Linked DNA regions of Mus musculus: region 2 is linked to region 1. A link is a contact called in public HiChIP or PLAC-seq data. All regions are on one chromosome and are shown on one strand. Each heading gives the region's core, a stretch centred on a gene start, on an enhancer-like site or on the middle of the called end of the contact. The rest is flanking DNA. Distances are from core to core; before and after follow the strand shown. Region 1 holds the start of Cbarp (calcium channel, voltage-dependent, beta subunit associated regulatory protein). Region 2 holds the start of Hmg20b (high mobility group 20B).

Region 1 (4,816 bases), core at 446-2,945:
TTTTTGTTTAATTTCTGAGACAAGGTCTCTCTATGTAGACCAGGCTGGGCTTAAACTCACTAAATACCCACCTGCCTCTGCTGGAGACTGCCATTTGTTTGTTTGTTTTTTGAGACCAGGTCTCACTCTCTAGCCTGGGTTTGGCCTTGAACTTTGCAGCAATCTTCCTGGCTCTGCCCACCATGTGCTGGTGTTCTTTTTAAAGCAGGTCTTTGAAATACACCCATGGCTGACCTGGAACTCTCTCTGTGTATTTTCTATGCAGACCAGTCGGGGTCTGAAATTTGTAGCAATTGGGGCTGGAACCATGGCTCAGGAGTTAAGAGCACTATGGCTCTTGCAGAGGACCTGAGTTGGGTTCCCAGCACCTATACTGAGCTACTCAGAACCACCTGTAATTCTAGCTCCAGAGAGATCTGACACCCTCTTCTGGCCTCTGTGGGCACTTGAAACCACATGTACATACCCCCACACAAAGACATATAAATAGGTAAAAATTTAAAAATAACTCTAGTAATTCTCCTGCCTCAGCCTTGCTTAGACCTCGATATTGATACTTACTCTACTCTCCACCCTGCCAGCCCATACCAAGAGACCTGAGCCAGGATCCCCAGCTTTCATCACCAAGCTGCTGTGACCTCCCCCTGACTTCTCTCACCGGCGGCCCTTGTCCTGAGCCTTGCGGCTCTGTTCAAACAGGGCAGCCTCGTTGAAGGACACGCGGCGGCCGGTGGAGCTGGTGGCTAGGAAGCGCTCTGTTTCGGTGTCCTGGCCCTCGGGGTCTTCCCCCCTGCAGTCGGGGTCTGTGAGGAGAGCCAAGAGAGGGTGGGCCCGGGGTGGGCCGCGCGTGTCTGGCTGCCAGGCAGGCCGCTGGGCGGGGTGGGCTGGGAGGGGGGCACGGGCCGAGTGAGGGCAGGACGGGGCGGGCTGGGCGGGGCGGCGGGCACTCGCTCATCCGCTCACACACTCACTCGCTCTCAGCACGCGCCTGTGCGCACCTACGCCTGGGCGTTAAGGAAACAGAGATGAGTCGGACTCGAACTGCGCCCAGTCTGGTGGGGGAGACAGACAGACAGACCGTCAGGCGGCCCGAGGGGGCGGGCAGGGGGCCGAGGGGTGGGGCGCGGCGGGAGGCACAGTCAAGTGCAGCTAGGGGTGCTGCAAGCCGCGCGGGCCCCTCACCTTGTATAGGGTGGGTGCCGTTGTCCAGATAAGTAGTGGTGGTCTTCTCTGCTTCCTCCATGGCCCTGAGGAAGAAAGGGGAAGAAGAGTGAGCAGGAATGGGGCGTCTCCACTCTGAGGCTCTGCAAGCGCGCCTGGGCATGTGTCAAGTGGTTCCCAGGACAAGCACCTGTTGAAGCGCTGGTGCACCTCCCAGCAGCGTTTGCAGAGCAGAAGAACGCCAGACAGCACCACCAGCGTGCCTCCAACGAACAGCGACATCACCACCACCAGCAGCACATAGTTGTCCAAGATGGGGTCAGGCTCCGCCTGAGTCGGGGTTGAGTGCACAGGGCGGGGCATGTCAGGGCTCCACCGCAGAGTGGGGTTTCCATCCCACCTCTACCCCCAGTCTCCAGGAGTCACCCAACCCACCGTGGGGCGGCTGGTGGCATTGTCCCACGAAGTCGTCAGGGCAACAGTGGCGGTAGTGGCGGCCGCTGTGGCCATGGTGGCCGTGGGCTGCATTTTGAGGCTACAAGTAGGGCATAGAGCCAGCTCAGGTTCAGCTCTGCCGGCCCCTCCCCACAAGAGCCCCTGCAAGTCAGCCCCTACGTCCCCGTGCAGCAGCAGCAGCCGCCGTCACTGGGGTGACTCATGGACAGGTGGGGCCGAGTCTTACAATGTGAGTGCCCCCCCAACTCCCCATCCCCGCAGGGGTGCCTGGAGCCAAGGCTCCCCCCCCCCCCCACACACACACACGCCAGGACCTCTCTTTCGCCATCTTTATCACATAAAAGGTGTCATCGCGCTTGCGCAGCACTGTGTGTGTGTGTGTGTGTGTGTGTGTGTGTGTGTGTGTGTGTGTGTGTGTATGTGTGTGTGTAAATGTGGCTTTCCCAAATGCCAACCACCTCCCTGGCTGGCTGGGGTGGCCAGACCGGCAAGGTAGCGCAGCCATGCCCAGGAAAGGGAAAGCACCCTTGGAGGAACAAACACATGACGCCTCCACAGCATACTCAGGCAACATCCCAGGTGTCCTTCTTGTCTCAGGGTCTCATGGTGCAGAAAAGGAATTGAAGGTAGTGCACCTAAGGTGTGGGCGGGGCTGTACTAATGATTCCCCCACCCCCAGTCACGACTCGATAGGGAAAGGTCCTTGTTCCCCACACTGGTGGGAGTGCAAAGGACAAAAGACGCTCATCTGTTCCTGGCCTGAAAATTTTGGTTCCCATGGCGACGGTGCGCAGGGCCGCGCAGTGGCGGGGGGGGGGGGGGGGGCTGTTGCCAAGCAGAGGGAGGCGGGCGGGGGCGCGGGGGAGGCCGCCCACAGGGGCGCCCCAAGGCTTGGCCAAGATGGCTGCTCACCAGGCCTCTGCCAGAAGCGTGGAGAAACTGAGGCTAGGGCACATCATGGGGTGGGGTGGATTCAGAAGGGGCTTGTTAAAACTGCACCTGACTCAGTCCGGGAATGAAGATGATTCTGGAGTAATAAAGGCCATTTTGGCCATCCATCCCTACTTCCCACACCAGCGTGAGCATGCAAACCCCTTTCCCATGGAAGAAGAGCCCGCAGGCTCCACCGTCACCAGTGTTTTTCAGACTGGATGGTGGAGGAGTTGTGGGGCGAAACCTGAATAAACGATGTACCCCCCCCCAGAAGGCTACGTTTCCTCAGCGCACCCAGGCAGAGAGCAGCGGGCATCAATTTTGGTGGGTGGCATGGGGCGCATACGTAGGTCGGGAAATGAATTCAGGCTGGAGGGGGTGGGGCATGGTGAGGATGGTAATGAGAGGTGGGGGAGGAAGATGGCTGGAGACCCAAGGCGAGGAAGGCGGGGTCATGAGAGCCAGCGAGAACGCAAGCCTAGACATGGAGTCCCCACAGAACGTCCACCAGGCCCCCCAAGTAGGATACGGTGCGGAAAAGCGCAGAGAACGCGACGCCAGGCTCGTGAGGATCCAGGAGGCCAAGGCGACAACGCTCTCGCCCTGTCACTAGGGTAAACTGAGGCCAAGGGCAGGCATGGGCTGGCTCCCTCTCGGGGCTGCGGGCGGTGGGCGGGGTGCAGGGCCGCTCAGGCCGTTCCCACGCTCCGCTCCCTTCCCGGAGCCGCGCGCGACAGGACCAGTGGGCCAGGGCGGACCCTGGAACTGGTCGCCATCCCCTGGCCGCGCGCATTCGCCCGCCCGTCCCCGCCCGGCCCCGTGCGCCAGGGCCCGCCGCGCCTACCTCAGCGCCGGGGCGTGCGGCCCATGGGCGGCGGGAGGGCGGGCGGCAGATACACGGCTCTCCCGGTTGGCTCTGGAGCTCGGTGGCCGCGGAGCCGACGGAGAATTTATGAATGGGGAGAGCAGCGCACGGGGGAGGCGCGCAGGAGAGGTGGGGCCGCGCACGTGACCGCGTTGGCGGTGCTCCCGCTCCGGCCCCTGGCTCTGTGCACCCGGTAACCGCCCGGTCCCGCAGCCTGACCGCCCCCGCCGCTCTCGCCGCCGCGTCTGGCTCGCACTGCGATGGCCACCGCCTCCCCTTCCCTTCCGGCGGGGGCGTGGGGCGGAGCCTGAGCTCCCGCGCCCCCTCCCGCTGTAGCGCAGTCCCGCCCCCCTCACCCCTGCACGACTCAGCCTACCTGGTGCTGCAATGTCCCAGAACCCGGTGCGGGCGGGGCGCATTACGCCCCTAAGCTAACGCGGGTATCTCAGGTCTCTGGGACCCTCAACTATCTAGTTTGTCACCTGCCACTCCAGATGTGCAATTCCAGTTTGCATATCCCCTTGGTTTACAAGCCATGAGATATAGGTACATCCCCATCCCCACTTGCATGTTTTTCTTTTATGCTGCTCTTTGGCAGGTTCCTTTATGGGTCCAGCAGATAGCCAGTGCTGTAAAACACCTACTGGGAACTTGCCCTCAGAACTGTGATGGTCCCGCACACCTGCATTTGTAAGGTGAAATCAAGTGGATCAGGAGCGCAAGGTCAACCTCAGCTACACAGAATTCTAGGCCAGCCTGAGCAGCACAAGACCCCTTCTCAAACAAGAGAACTGTAGTGAAAGAGCTGAGCAAACTAAGGTACCTGCGGCCGAGCCCAAGCAGCCATGTTTCATCCCTCAGTCCCGAATAGGAAAGGAAGAGTGCCTCCCCTCACAAGTTGTCCTTTGACACCCAAAGATTTGCTATCCCCTTGCCCACTAACTAAATGAATGTAATAACATTTAAACTTGCATCCATAGAGGTCTGTTATGGAATGATCCATACCTTATAACTCCTTCCACTTGCAGACAGTTCTCTTCCCGGTGGTGCCTGGGTTCGAACCCAGGGTCAGTCTCATTATAAGAGCCTATGCACCAGGCGTGGTGGGGCACGCCTTTAATCCTAGCACTGCGGAAGCAGATGCAGGTGGATCTCTGAGTTCGAGGCCAGCCTGGTCTACAGAGTGAGTTCCAGGACAGCCAGGGCTACACAGAGAAACCCTGTCTCGAAAAACCAAAAAAAAAAAAAAAGAGCCTATGCTCCCAGACCATACCTGCTTATTCCCTGCTTGGCCACACAGTCAAATAAGTGTCATCATGAAGGTGGGTCGCTTACACTGACTTCCAGGACACCATCCTCCTTTTCATTTCAGTGAAGGGGATTAATCCACAGACCCGAGGC
Region 2 (4,715 bases), core at 1,001-3,500, 1.2 Mb after region 1:
TTTGTTTGTTTGTTTGGTTTTGGTTTTATGAGACAGGGTTTCTCTGTGTAGCCCTGGCTGTCCTGGAACTCACTCTGTAGACCAGGCTGGCCTCGAACTCAGAAATCCGCCTGCCTCTGCCTCCCGAGTGCTAGGATTAAAGGCGTGTGCCACCACGCCCGGCTTTTGTTTGTTTTTGAGACAGGGTTTCTCTGGGTAGCCCTGGCTGTCCTGGAACTCACTTTACAGACCAGACTGGTCTCAAAAGCAGAGATCCACCTGCCTCTGTCTCCCAAGTGCTGGAGTAAAGGTGTGCACCACTACTGCCTGGCTCACTCACCTTTTTTAATTTTGTTTTCTTGAATCTTCTCAGTGCAGACCTTGTAGGCCTCTGACTGCTGGTATGCCCACAGCTCCTTCAAGTACTGCTGTTTCTCCTTCTCTGCCTCATCCAGGTACCGCTAGGAGGGGGGCAGCATCCTCAAACTAGGGCCAGCCCAAACGAAGGTAGGCACACAGATGTGGCCAGAGCCAGGCCCCCAACTCCCCTCATACTGATGTATTCGTAACCCCTCCCTTGCCTCCCTTCCTCCCTCCAACCCACAGAGAGAGGGTCCCTTCTCCAGGACTACTGGACGTTCTCCACCTTGTTCTTTGGGCCTGGGTCTCTCACCGATGGGGCTTGCCCAGGGATCCTCCTGTTTCTGCCACCCCTTTCTCTGGTCTCTACCTGCTTCTCTGCCGGCTGCAGCTTGCTCCACTCGGCGCCCAACATCTTCGTGATCTCCGGGAATGGAAGGTCCGGGTGGCGGGTGCGAATCTGTTCCCGCCTCTCATTCAGGAAGCGAACATAGCCAGTGACGGGGGCCTTGGGCCCATTTGGGAGAATCTTCTTTCTTTTTTTGCCTTTGGGCCAGCCTCGCTTCTTCACTGGCTGCAGGAGGAGGCTGTGTCCTTGGGAGGGGCTCTGGGAAGTGTGGGTGGGGGTCTGGGGCATATGGGCGGGGCCTAGTCTAGTGGTAGGTCGGCAGATCAAGGGTCAGAACTCTAGAGAACCTACGGGTCCTGCACCAAGACAGCCTCCTAGGGGTGGGGCTGAAGCCACTGACAGGCTAGGCTGGGGTGTGGCCTCTTGCTAGGCAGTGGGAGGATCTTATAGTCTGGATTTGTGAGGTATGTGTTGCTGAGCCAGCGGCCGGCCAGGCTTTTCAGATGGGGACTCACCTCCTCCTCCTGGGGCCCCTTCTCTCCAGCTCGGGAACCCTCGCTGCGCTCCTGCTTGACAGCCACTACAAAGGCCCCGTGCTGGCCCGGAGTCTTGCCTCCCGCAGGTCTTGGGGACAATGGAAACCAGCGTCATCCATCAGTGCCAAAATCATTCCCCCATACCTACCCATCCCCTTCTTGTCATTGGAGATCACAGAAGTATGTGGGAGCACGCATGAGCCTGGAAAAAGGGGGTGGGGACCCAGAGTTTGAGGATCCAAGGATCACAGTAGGCCACTGGCGGGGTGGGGACGGAGGACGAGGTGAGTTGGTCCTGGGGCCTGGGAGGAAGATGAGATAGTGAGGAAGGCCATAGGGTGTCTTGGCAGTTCTACAGGGAGTACAGAAATCCCCGAAGGGTGACAGGACATGGTCAGAAGTTCCTGTAGTGGGGATAAGGTAGGTAGGGTATAGGGACAGGACAGGATCAGGGGTTCCCAAAACAGAGGTACACAGAGGTACCTGAGGATGAGACAGGGTATGTCCAGAGATCCCAGCGTGGACATGGTGTGTTTAGGGGTACCCGAGGGTGGATATAGGGAATGTTTAAGAGTTCCCAAGGATGCAGGACAGGACATGTCCAGGAGTACCCGGGGTGGAGACAGGGCATGACCCCTGGTACTCGAGATGGACACAAGGCATTTCCAGGGGTACCCGACGATGGGGACAGGGCTTATCCAGGGTCGGGACAGGCTGGGGGAGGCGCACTCACGCGGTGGCTGCGCCTGGCTGCCGGGGACCGTGGGACATGGCCACTCCGGGCGGGATCTGGAACAGAAGCCGGCAAAGGTCAGGGGGTCCTGCCTGCCACCTCGATGGGAACCGCAGGGCGATCCCCGGGGGGCCCGGACCGGGGAGGCGGATCCCGGGGCGGGGAGGTCCTCGGGCAGGAGGCCCCGCGATCCTTTGTTGCGAGATCGAGTCCCGGAGGCCGCGCCCCGCAGCCCCCGCCCCGCGCAGGCCCGGACTTCCCGGCTCTTTTCACCTCTGAAAAAACTTTCCCGGGACCTGAGACGCGGCGACGGTCCAACCAAGCGCCCGCGCCCGCTCCGCCCTCATGCTAATGAACCCAAGGATAGCGCTCTAATTGGCTGAGGCCTCCATGAGAGGTGGGGTCATGCAGATTAGTCTCGGCGCGCCGGGCGGTGGTTGGCTGAAGATCTGCGGAGCCGCGTGGGAGGTGCGTCGGCAGGTTGCGGGCGGGTGCGTCAAGTTCGGCTGCGCTCCGGCGCGCTCGGGACCAATCGGAGGCGACTGGCGGCGTGCTGTGGGGCGGAGCTCCTTAAAGGGCCAGTAGTCCCCATTCTGACCGGTGAGCTAGGGTGTGGAGATGGGGACCGGGGATATTCGGCAGAAGAGGCGTTTTTAGTAGGCTTCTAAGGAAGGAGTTAGGTTCCAAAGAGGCACCCCCCGCCCCTGCAGTACGGCCAGGTGTAGTTTTTCTTACTACGTTGAAAAAAAATGGGTCTGGTGAGATTGCACAGCACTTGAAGGTGCTCGCCACCTAGTGGACGACTTGCATTCGGAACCCACAAAGTGGAATGTGAGAATGGTTTTCCAGCAAGTTGTCCTCTGAACTCCACTGTGTGCTGTGCCATGTGCATCACACACAGACCTAAATCAATAAATGAACGTATGCTTTATAAACGGAGGACTGGGGAAATGACCACCAGGCACTGATTTCCCTTCCCGTGGAACCTTGATTTTACTCTCTGACCAAGGGGTACATTGAACCATAGGAGGAGTAACAGGCTGGGAGGCTGACACCTAGATCTGAGATAGAAGCTGGGCTAAGAGCATTTTCATTAAAAAAAAAAAAAAATCATTTTGAAGGTCAGTGCGGACTGACTCAGCAAGCCAAGGGGTTTACAGAGAAACCCAACAACTTGAATTTGATCCGCATTATCCAAATGGAAGAGACAGCACCACACATCTAGGTTGCCAAATGTGATTTTACTCCAGTCTTCTGTAACATCCCACAGTAAAAGAGAAACTGAGAGTTGGTTCTATGGTTAGGAGTGCCTGTTTCTTTTGCAGAGAACCTGGGTTCGATCCCCAGCACCCATTTGTCTGCTAAAAAGTATCTGTAACTGTCCCAGGAGACCTCTTTTTACCCTTTTGAGCATTAGGCAAGCAAACAGGCTTACATGCAGGGAAAATGCTCATAAACGTGAAATAATAGGTGTCAGATCTTGTTACAGATGATTGTGAACCACCATGTGGTTGCTGGGATTTGAACTCCGGACCTTTGGAAGAGCAGTCAGGTGCTCTTACCTACTGAGCCATCTCACCAGCCCAAATAAATCTTTTTAAAAACAAATGATTGAAGATATTGCTCAGTGGTTTAAATAAAACCTGCTGCTCTTCCAGTTCGATTCCTGGTAGCCACACTAAGGGCTGGGAGTGTGGTCAGAGTGGAGCCCCGCCCATAATTCCCCTGGAGGGGTTGGGGCAGGGTTAGGGTGTTTCCATCCCATCATGCACTGCGGTCGTGGGCTCAGTCCTCCCGTGCTGTTTGTAAACTGAAACTCTGTGATGGGGTAATGTTGGCCAGGTGACGCATTGTAATGATAGCATGTGTTTATGGGACCACACACATGCTTACACATGCAGCATGTGCTTATGTCTATCTTAATGGCAGGTGCAAGTGACGCCCCCCAAACTCAACAGGCTGGGGGATTCTGAGCCGCTCCTCTCAAGCAGGTGACAGTTCAGATAGAGCTTCTTAGATAAGGTTAGGCTTGATCAAACTTGGGCTTCCTGTTACAACAGAGATAGAAGAGCATTTGGGTAAAACAATGACAGGCGGCTGTGGGGACCCAGGCACAGGTCAAAGGTTTCTACAGGTGGTCCAGGAAGGGAGCAGCCTGACAGTTACCCTGAACAGAGTCTCAGCCTTCATCACTGGCTGTGAGCTTGGTGTGGGCTCACCTGCCTTTAATGCTACCACTAGGGAGACAGAAGCAGGGGATCTCTGTAAGTTCCAGTCCCCTGTGCTACATAGTGAAAGCCTCTCAGAGACAATTAAAAATAAATAAATAAATAAATAAGAAAGAAGCTGGGAGGTGATGGCACACGCCATTAGTCCCAGCCCTCCAGAGGAAAAGGCAGGTGAATCTCCGCGAGGTCAAGGCCAGCCTGCTCTACAGAGTTTCTCTGTATAGCCCTGGCTGTAGACCAGATTGGCCTCAAACTCAGAATCTGCCTGCCTCTGCCTCCCAAGTGCCAGAATTAAAGGCGTGTGCCACCACTGCCCGGTGTTTATGGTGTTTTTAACTCACCCTGGGAAGCACTAGGGACTGTGGGAAGAGTTGCTGATGAAGGGCTGTCATTTCAGACAGGTGTCTGTGCAGGTCAGGTTGCTGTGAAGGAATGAATGCGCAGCCCTATGGCCCTGAGGCTCAGATAACATGTATCAGCATGTCTGCTCTACAGTTCTTAGTTTTTGGTGGTGGAAATGGAACCTGGGA

What was found. HiChIP or PLAC-seq counts read pairs in DNA pulled down with a chosen protein or histone mark.
Region 2: an HNF4G HiChIP or PLAC-seq map of pancreatic cancer cells shows a contact between it and region 1. The contact joins the promoter of Hmg20b here to the promoter of Cbarp in region 1. A contact is called at or near these places in 5 of 39 promoter capture datasets (erythroid cells, hippocampal neurons, liver and 1 more), 1 of 484 Hi-C or Micro-C datasets (B cells), 2 of 115 datasets of contacts at active chromatin or transcription factors (embryonic stem cells and pancreatic cancer cells) and 2 of 9 other capture datasets (liver and macrophages).

The regions. Positions count from the first base shown.
Region 1 is chr10:80,135,692-80,140,507 of GRCm38.p6, forward strand. It overlaps Cbarp (calcium channel, voltage-dependent, beta subunit associated regulatory protein), which reads right to left and starts at 1,696. Exons shown (of 9, transcript NM_001195268.1): 1 at 1,597-1,696; 2 at 1,352-1,491; 3 at 1,183-1,247; 4 at 659-803. The coding sequence starts at 1,689. It also overlaps a transcript of Atp5d not described here.
Region 2 is chr10:81,348,177-81,352,891 of GRCm38.p6, forward strand. It overlaps Hmg20b (high mobility group 20B), which reads right to left and starts at 2,251. Exons shown (of 9, transcript NM_010440.3): 1 at 1,958-2,251; 2 at 1,204-1,312; 3 at 710-913; 4 at 320-440. The coding sequence starts at 1,995.